3 separate regions of the Mus musculus genome follow, and regions 2 and 3 are each linked to region 1. Evidence: chromatin contacts called from public ChIA-PET data. All regions are on one chromosome and are shown on one strand. Each heading gives the region's core, a stretch centred on a gene start, on an enhancer-like site or on the middle of the called end of the contact. The rest is flanking DNA. Distances are from core to core; before and after follow the strand shown. Region 1 holds the start of Gtf2b (general transcription factor IIB). Region 2 holds the start of Gbp3 (guanylate binding protein 3). Region 3 holds the start of Gbp2 (guanylate binding protein 2).

What was found. ChIA-PET counts read pairs in DNA pulled down with a chosen protein or histone mark.
Region 2: an RNA polymerase II ChIA-PET map of memory CD8 T cells shows a contact between it and region 1, with 68 read pairs. The contact joins the promoter of Gbp3 here to the promoter of Gtf2b in region 1. A contact is called at or near these places in 1 of 39 promoter capture datasets (the C10 cell line), 2 of 484 Hi-C or Micro-C datasets (LSK cells and regulatory T cells), 4 of 115 datasets of contacts at active chromatin or transcription factors (bone marrow-derived macrophages, effector CD8 T cells, memory CD8 T cells and 1 more) and 2 of 9 other capture datasets (adipose tissue and liver).
Region 3: an RNA polymerase II ChIA-PET map of memory CD8 T cells shows a contact between it and region 1, with 88 read pairs. The contact joins the promoter of Gbp2 here to the promoter of Gtf2b in region 1. A contact is called at or near these places in 5 of 39 promoter capture datasets (the C10 cell line, the HPC-7 cell line, hematopoietic stem and progenitor cells and 2 more), 3 of 484 Hi-C or Micro-C datasets (the G1E-ER4 cell line, Th1 cells and peritoneal macrophages), 4 of 115 datasets of contacts at active chromatin or transcription factors (bone marrow-derived macrophages, effector CD8 T cells, embryonic stem cells and 1 more) and 3 of 9 other capture datasets (adipose tissue, liver and macrophages).

The regions. Positions count from the first base shown.
Region 1 is chr3:142,763,866-142,766,875 of GRCm38.p6, reverse strand. It overlaps Gtf2b (general transcription factor IIB), which reads right to left and starts at 1,629. Exons shown (of 7, transcript NM_145546.1): 1 at 1,588-1,629. The coding sequence starts at 1,604.
Region 2 is chr3:142,558,759-142,561,768 of GRCm38.p6, reverse strand. Gbp3 (guanylate binding protein 3) reads right to left here and starts at 1,413. Exons shown (of 11, transcript NM_001289493.2): 1 at 1,079-1,413; 2 at 1-29. The coding sequence starts at 5.
Region 3 is chr3:142,619,102-142,622,111 of GRCm38.p6, reverse strand. Gbp2 (guanylate binding protein 2) reads right to left here and starts at 1,449. Exons shown (of 11, transcript NM_010260.1): 1 at 1,304-1,449. Gbp2b (guanylate binding protein 2b) reads right to left here. Exons shown (of 11, transcript NM_010259.2): 11 at 2,936-3,010.

The DNA of each region.
Region 1 (3,010 bases), core at 380-2,879:
TAGGCACAATCTTCATTTTACAGATCGCAGCCAAAAAGTTATTTACTGACGTCGGAATAAAGAGTGGGCATCAATCTGGACATGTTCTCTTCGAGAACACCAACCAGTGCCAATGCTTAGTGCCTACATGCCGCCCTCAAGGTATGACAAACTCTCAGGCAACTTCTCTCTATTCACACTGCTGGCAAAACTTGATAGCAACAGGAATGACACAGACTTAAGAGCTGGATGAGGGCCGGGCAGATCTACAACCCCACAGTTTTCAAGGTGGAGACAGAAGATTCGAGACCACTAACTCAAAATCAAACACTAGCTGTCCAGAAAAGAAATTAATTTCAAGGGATTTTTTTAAGTGAAGAAAAGTTTAAAAACTGTAACCAGTGATTTTACTATGTGTACTATTTAAACACTACAACTTGTGTTTCAAGAATACAGGAGTTCCTTTTCCCTAAGATGGTAAGCTGTGCCTACATATGAACACATCACCCATGGGAAATTTCAATAGTATTTGGGGAAGCTGAAGGTTCCTATGTCGCTACAAGGAAGCCTTACGTGACAAAACCACACCCAGATGGAATGATTAAATCATAATTAATCTAATTAAATCATAAAATCAGTAAACAAGATTGCCCATTGCTTCCACGCAAGAAGTTCACGAGGCTTCCTATGCCCACCTCCCACTTTTTATAATAAACAGCAGACTTGGAGGTTCCCAGAAAGGCCAAGTTTCTGTAAATAATGGCTTCCCCCGGTGACGTTTACCAATTCCACACATAGTAACCACCTCCGAAAAAAAAAAAAAAGTGCCAAAAGAACAGAACTTAATTTGATACTTTCTGTACATTCTGTGTTAACTGGAGACCAGTGGACGGATAATCAGAATAGGTATAGTGGCCCGCGAAAGGTCAACACGCTGGCATGACTCAGTTTACACATATGCCAGTATACTAATATCTACCTCATAGTGGTTACAAGAGATATAATTAGGGTCTGCAAAGCATTTTGGAGGTCACAAGATTAAAGGCTGTCTCTGCGGTCACAACACGCATTTCCTGTAGATATTAAGCAAACTACGTTTTAAAAATACATTTAAAATGACTTCCAGCATATGTAATTAATTTTCTGCAGACAGCATCTCCTTCAGAGTACGCAATGATACTTTTCGGGGTGGGGACAGGGGGTCTTTTAGGAGAATGAATCAAGTCTCCGTATGTGCTTTCGTTTCCACTTCTGGGGGGGCCATTGGGCTAGCGACCCTTTGCCACCAGACAACCAATGCTGACGTTTCTCAACTTTGCGGTTGTCAGATCGATAGGGACCTGGAACGTCGCTTTTCCAGCTCTTCGGAAACGGGGTTTCAGCCCCCTCCGGCTGGATGGGCCGTAAGGGAGAAAATACACAGAAAACATCAACATGACACAAAGACGGTTGAAGGGTCCGGAGACGGAGGCCGGGGCCGTGCGGATCCGCAGGGTCAAACCCGGGCGGCGATGACTCAGGTGGGTAAGGGACACCCGCGGCGGCCTTCTGGAGGAACCTGGGCCCCGCGATGCCCTGCTCCACTCGCTCCGAGGCCGTTGCACTCACCGGCTGGTCGACGCCATCTTCGCGGCTCCGCCAACAGCTCCGTCCGAAGCAGGAAGCAGCACTGGCTCCTAGACGCCCCGAGCCGGGCTTTTATGCGCGAGTCGCTCGCGCGCACTCCGCGCGGCTACGGGTCGGGAGGAGGGCTAAAAAGCGCTCGGTCCTTGACGACGCGGGCTGTGTACTTCCTGGTTGTCTCCGCTGCTGCTGCGTGGCTCCCGGCTGCTGGTTGATTGGCAAAATCTTCAAAGCCTGGCGGGATAGCACACCCCTTTGATCTCCGGAGGCAGAGGCTGGAGGATCTCTGTGAGTTTAGAGGAACCTGATCCACACAGGGTGCTCCAGAACAGCCAGGAGGAGGGAGAGAGAGATAAAGAGAGAGAGACAGACAGACAGACAGACACAGACACACACAGTCTCAAACAAATCAAAACAAAAAATCAACCCAAGAAGACTCAGAATGTGCTGCGCCTGAGCTAGCTCTCAAACAGAGGAAATTAAAATGGGAGTTGCCTCCTCGGGTGATACTCTCAAGTATTCCTGCACCAAGAAGGTAGGAGGATCTGGAGTTAGACCTCGTCTCAAACAAAAAACACCTTTAAATAAACAAACACACAAAATAACCAACACACAAGGAAACCAGGTTGGTTGAAAGGGGCAAAGCGCTCGCACCAAATTCCTTTCCTTTATTTTCAAGTCAGTTTTCCCTATCTGATTGAATGTCTCATTTGCCCTGACTAAAGAATTTGGAATAAAAAGAGAAATTAGTTGTTGTCTTCAGGAGTAGGTATCAATTCAAGCTCTGTCATTGGCCAACATGATTCAAAGTTCCTACATGTCCTTTATCTCAACAGTGTAGGCATGGAGGGTATCTGGCTCACAAACCCTTCTAGAATTGCAAGAGACAGCCCTGCTATGACCCATGTTGTTGTTGTTCCCCAATCATCATCGAATATTTGACTGAAAACCGAGTATAGGAAATGTAATAAAACAGCTAACGTCTATACAAGGGCCTCACAAGGCAGGTCTTGGGGGTCACCCTTGTAATTCTAGAAGTTAGGGTGCAGAGGTGGGAGGTCATGAATCCCAAGCCAGCCTGACCTGCAGAACAAGACCTTGTCTCAGCTCCCGTCCTCTTACCTTAAGGCAACAGTGCTACTTTCTTGTAAATAAACCATTCCCAACAAAGTCTGAATTAAGGTAACTGCAAGTTGGGTGTCTTCCACTGAGATGAAAACTCAGTAAGCATTTTATTTGTTAATGGAAATCAAATGCCATTAAGCAGACATTTGTTGAAGTGGGAATTTCTGGTTTTGTTAGGGACTCAGTTGTATCATGTGATGTTTTTCTGGAAACTGTCTTATGTAACGGTGTTTTGCCGAGAACAGGCGCAGGGTGTTTTTCTGAAAACTGCCTAGTGAAAGGG
Region 2 (3,010 bases), core at 164-2,663, 200 kb after region 1:
TCCATGGTCCACTCGGAAGCTGCAGAACCCTGTAACCCAGAACAGTCGCTCACTGAAATATGGGATCTTAAAATCGTCTGTTGTCATCACCCAAGGCAGACACATGTCGGTTTTTGTTTGCGCAACACGTATCTCAAGTTCTGTATGTTTCTAAAGTGGGAAATGAACTCAGCCTTCCCAAACCTGTTACAGTATTTCTCATAGAATATATCACGATTCTTCTTTGAACTATGAAAAGTATTCTCCGGCTTCTTAAAAAATAACATGAGAAAGCCAACAACACTGATGTCTGAGACTGAGAGCACTCGGGTTTTGCAGCGGGTGAGGCAAAAACGCACGTGGCAAAGTTGCAAAGTGGGTAGAAAGGTTTCCTGGCATTCTGAGAGAATTTGAAGTCTGTTTCAGTATGAGAAGTTTGCCGGGTGTGTGTTGGGCACTGCCTTAGGTGGCTGTTATCAAAGAATAAACTAAATGAGTGCAATTTCCTACCTTGGTGAGCCTCTGTTCAAATGGGAGAGAAAACGAAGCAGAAAATGAACACACACACACACACACACACACACACACACACACACACACGTGCCCGTGCGCCCACACACGCCTTAGAATAAAGTAAGTATAGAGCGAGGTAGGGACATTGGAGGTTGAATTCAGATAAATAAAACAGGGACTGACTCCAGCAAAATAAGATAAAATGAAGCCTCTTAGTGACACCTTTGAGGACAGATGTCTGCTATCAAGAAAACATTGCGGACACAAGGAAGCAAACTGGGGGAAGCTACCCTACAAGAGGCTGCAGTACTACTGAGTTTGGCTCCTGGGTACCAGGCTCTCACCACCAAGGATGGGCCTTGGTCATTGTCTCCCAAGCCAGAGGGGTTATTGAATGAAGACCCAAGAAAAGCAGTACATGCACGCTTGGCCCGCCAGGTGGCGCTCTGCAAATGGCCACAAGACCCTGTGAGGTCTGCAGCTTGCACTGGCTTGCCCACCAGGGTGAGTCTGCCACCCCAGAATGGAGATGTCCTGGCAATTTCGCCGGCAGCGTCTGTTGAGAGAAACACATGTGGTTACTCACCCAGGCACTGGCTCTGTAACAGGGACAGTCCTCAGCCAACTTAGTTCTTTCCCTGAGCTTCCTACTGCTCCAGGCTCCTTGGAGCAGCCACTGTTAGAAGTGGCAAAGTAACAGCCGCCCAAACACAAATTGAGATAAAAGGAACTGAAATCGAAACCATGCTCCTTGCTTGATGACTCAGTCAGTCGTTGAGGGCTTGAACAAAATAACAGAATTTGTGACCTCAGCTGAGCTGAGGAATTTCCCAGATCCCCCCGAACTTTCTGCAGTTATCACCCCGCCACATCTTGCAGATTGAGACTTTTTTTCTTTCCTACAGTGTGTTCCATCACCGATGCAAAAAAAAAAAAAAAAAAAAGGAGAAAACAGAATCACACTTGGCACACAAGTCTGTCTGTAGTACTCACCAGGGAACACTACTAATCAATGATTGTCATTGCGTTTTCTGGGTCCCCTGCCCTCTTGGATTTAGACTGCAGTCTAAATCAGCAGTGTGGCCTCCTCCTTTCCCTCCACACATTTCAGAGGAAATGCTCCCTCAGATGCAGCAGGAGAAAATAGCAGTCATTATACAACCTGAACTCAGGCTGTGAATTCGAGCCAAAGGCGACGACTGGACTTCCCCCCAGCAGAAAAGCCCTTTCTCCTCCCTTTCTTGTGTTTTCCAGGGATCTGGGAAATAGAAACTGAAACTGTGTCCTGACATGAACCAGCTTTGTTTAGGGAGTCAAAGATGATTGCTCAAGCCCTGGGTATCCTAGCCTTTTTGTTAAAGGAAAACAAGTCCCCAGTTTCCTTAAAGTGCATATCTGCTGTCAGCTCCCTGTTAGAGTCTTTAACCAAAGTGTTATAAAGATGGTGAACTATAGAGATGGCCACTGTTTACAGTGCAGCTTGCTTGGCAAGAACAATGCATGATTCAGTCAGGTCTGTCAGTAGAGCTAACAACTCTGGGCTGTTCCTTCTCTACTCTGACTGACAGGAAGTTCCCAGTATGCTTTGCCTGTCTTTCTGGGGATGTCTCAAACTACTCTCTTTCTTTGTTTGCCATTTGTCCAACACAAGTGTTCATTCCTAATCTACAAATCCAAACTTCCAAATCCTCCCAATACTGATTTTTTTTTGAGTTCTGACATAAAATCACAAGTAAAAAAAATCTGTTCTATAAAAGTTTCCTGCTTTCATGAATTATTTAAAATATTGTCTATGTGAACTGGCCATGGAAGTGGAGGCAGGGGAACCATTCTGAGCTATATATTAAGCTTGAGGCTAGCCTGGGCTACATGAAAATTTTGTCTCAAAATATATATACAATATGTGGGACGGGGTTCATGTATGCTAAGTTGGCTGTGCTCAGACTACTTCATGTACTTCATGTATAGACTACTTTCAAATAATTCATGCAAAAAGCAAACTTTCAACATTAAAAACAAGACATAGACAGACTGACTTTTCAGTTAATAGAGTTCCAGGTGAGCTACAACAGATATGCTTTTATTATTAACTGCTACAAGTTATCATTAACTATCCTTTAAGGCTGGTTAGGTTGAAGTCCTTATATAATACATATGAGTATCAATTTGTGCTTTATTCCTTCCTTGATCATAAGAAAAAACTATATCTCCCTACTGGACCGACAAGTGAGTGAAAGGTACAGAGTTACCCATGGCATTCATATTCTCACTAGTCCAGCTATTCCATCCTTACATCCCACAGTGAGAAACAGAAGGGTCATATACAAATTGCTCCATTCAACTGATTACACAAGGACATGGGGAGGGGAGTTAAGAGAGTAGCAGAGGCAGAGAAAGGCATAGAGAAGGAAAGAGTAGAGAAGTAGAAGCTGGCCACCAGTCAGAAAGGCTAAGATCAAAAATTCAGGTGACTGCAGATGCTGGCAAGGATGTGGAGAAAGGGGAACACTCCTCCATT
Region 3 (3,010 bases), core at 200-2,699, 140 kb after region 1:
TTGCATTCATTCATTCATTCATTCATTCATTCAGTTGCATCAGTATGGACTGCTAAGTACTTATTATTTCATTCCGTGTAACTTAGGACTTTGTGACCATTCCTTAGTTTGTTGCCTGGCTTGTTCCCCGTGTTCACTGAGGCTCCCTCAGCTGGATCCCGTGCTTGGCTGGTAGACTTCCATGACATTCCCAGTGCTGTGGTACTCTCTACCAGCACAGTCTTCCAGACACAGCTCATAGTTTTCCTATGTTACCCTAGAGAATTCCTCCCAAAGGTTTGGTTTCTTTCAGTTCACAGTGGTATTTATGCCACAAATATCACATGGACTATATGCATTGCTTTAAGGTGAACCAGTATCTTCTGGAACATGATATAGTTTTTGAACTCATGAAGTCACAGCAGCTGTGGCTGCCTATAGAAAACCTGCATAAAGGCGGGTGGTTAGTGGCACATGCCTTCAATCCAGCACTTGGGAAGCAAAGGCACATGGATCTCTGAGTTTGAAGACAGCCTGGTTTACACAGTGAGTTTCAGGACAGCCAGGGCTACACAGACACACTATTTTGAAAACAAAACAAAAGAAAAAAGAAAAAATGCATAAATCAAAATTCTACCATAGGTTGGTGAGAGTCCCGGGAAGCCCAGAGCATAACTGAGATGATAATGGCAGTTAATGGCTGCTACAGACTCCAGGGTTGGTTTTCTTCAGTAAATGGCCCCTGTTAAGTTACCTGAATTCCACTAGGTGGCCTTATGCCCACGTTTGAATGAGCTGCAGTGACTTGATTAAATGAGGACATGAAACTGAGTGAGGGGTGGGTGGGAGGAGATGGAGGAAAGAGTAGGGAATATACACAATCAAAAACACATGACATATATGATGTTCTCAAGGAATAAATAATGTGTGTGTATTCAAAATAGTATACACAAAGATATTGTAGCTCAATAGATTTTTCAATGGGGGAAACTGTCTCTTTTTATGAATTCCAAGCAGCCTAACTTATTTAGGTAGACACTGGCAACAAGTTCAGGAACTTTGTCTGAGTATCATTAAATAGTAAGAATGATATAAAATGGTACCGAGAAAGCAATATGAACCTCAACACACTTATGCTCTCAGTGTGAAGTCTTCTTTCCCAGAGTTTAATTAATTTGCCCTAGTAGGGACAGGGACATCTAGGGTAAAGTCTGCCTCTGTCACCTAGCCCTGGGCCACACACATCTGTGCTGGTTTCAGCCTCCTCTGGTTAGGGTAAACCAGCAGTCTGCTAAACAGTTTTCCACCCCTGCCTCTGTCTTACCTGAAGAGAAATCCTTTAGAGAAGAAGAAGAAGCAGCTTTTCAATGCTGGTCAGCTTTGCCTCTGAGGCTGGCTGCAGAGTGCTCTGTCCTCTCTCACAGGCACTGTGACATAGACCCTGTAGTAACCCGGGAAGTTCCAGATTTTTGCCAGAGAACTTGTGAGGAGTTCGCTCTTTATTTATGCTTAAGACAGTGAAAGTGAAACTAAAAGAGTTCCTAACTGGGGTGGGGTTGGAGGGATGACTCAACCAGCACTGCAGGAATGAGGGGTTTGCTCATGGGAGGAGGGTCTCAGGACTTCTCAGGTAGAGATTGATAAATGGTGCCATTTCTTGTGGGTGTTTCAAAATGTAGGGTGAAAAGGGTGTGGTTTTGAAATCATTCTCTTATGTTTCAGTCCTTTTTTGTCCATTAGTGTTTGTTTTGTGAAGTTGCCAGCCCCACTGTGTTACACAAAGTTAGCAAGCAATTGTGCAATTCAGAAGTGGACATGAATCGTTTAAAAATCATTTCTCTGTACTGTGAAAGAATAAAAATAGAACGAAAAAGGTGAGAATTTGGAGGGACAAGGAGAGAGAAAGGAAGGAGAAAGATGGGGGAGACAAAGAGAGGGAAGGAGGGAGGAAGAAAAATTACTGAAAGTGAAAGTGAATCTGAGTTCCTTTAAACATGTCAAATGCTGGGAAATCAGCTAGCTTGTTTGTTAGTTTGTTCATTTGTCTTTTGGACTAGAATAATCGCTATTAACATTATGTACAATCCCACAACAATTTTAGCACCACTTAAATATTTTCAATCATGTAGACATGTAGAATTTAAGAGTAAGCAAAAGGGATTTCTTTCTTTTCTTTCCTTTTTTTTTTGTTTTTTGTTTTTTGTTTTTGTTTCTAAGCTTAAAGGGGTGGAGTTTCCAGTCATTTGTAGTATGTTTCCTTAGAAACAAGTGAGTCAGAGTCCTGACCCTAAACCATTGAGTGCAAATAACATCTCTCAGAGGCTGAGGGAAGCCACTGTCAAAACTGAGACTGACATCTGTGAGTCTCTGAGCTAAGGCTGGGAATGACCATGGAGTTGACAAGCCACTGGCACTGTGGCTGTGAGAAGTGTCCCAAACTGTGCTTTGAAGTTCTGAAGATGTCTAATTAATCCTCATGCTGATTTACCCACGGACTAGTACTTAAAATCTTCCAGGGACTTAACACAAATCAGACAATAGGTCAGACTTTGAATACAAGTGTTGAATTCTTCTTCAAGCACACATGATACAAGCATGCACTGAAAAGTATACTACAGAAACACTATACCATCCACTGTTATGCTATAAGTTAATGTACCACTAGAAGTATTTTTTAAAGCCCTGGGTTTAATGCCACTACCAGAAAATAATTATACAGAAAGTATCTTTGTGTTTCTGTATTCCACAAGAGTACTAAGCCCCGTGACTGTGACATTTCCTCTGTGTGGTACTACTGTTATTCTGAATGTTCAGTTGCAGAGCTGAACCCCTCATCATTGGGTGCCTGTGTGACAGCTAAGAGTCTTCTAATGACCTCCCCTCTTACAGAAATTTAGGAGCGGCGTTTCTTACATTATGAACAATGTACAGCATGCACTTGAAACAATTATGGTAAGCTTAATCATTTTTATTAACAGTTTTCACTTAAACAGTGCTTCTGCCACATTGTAAAAGGCATTTATCTTCAGAG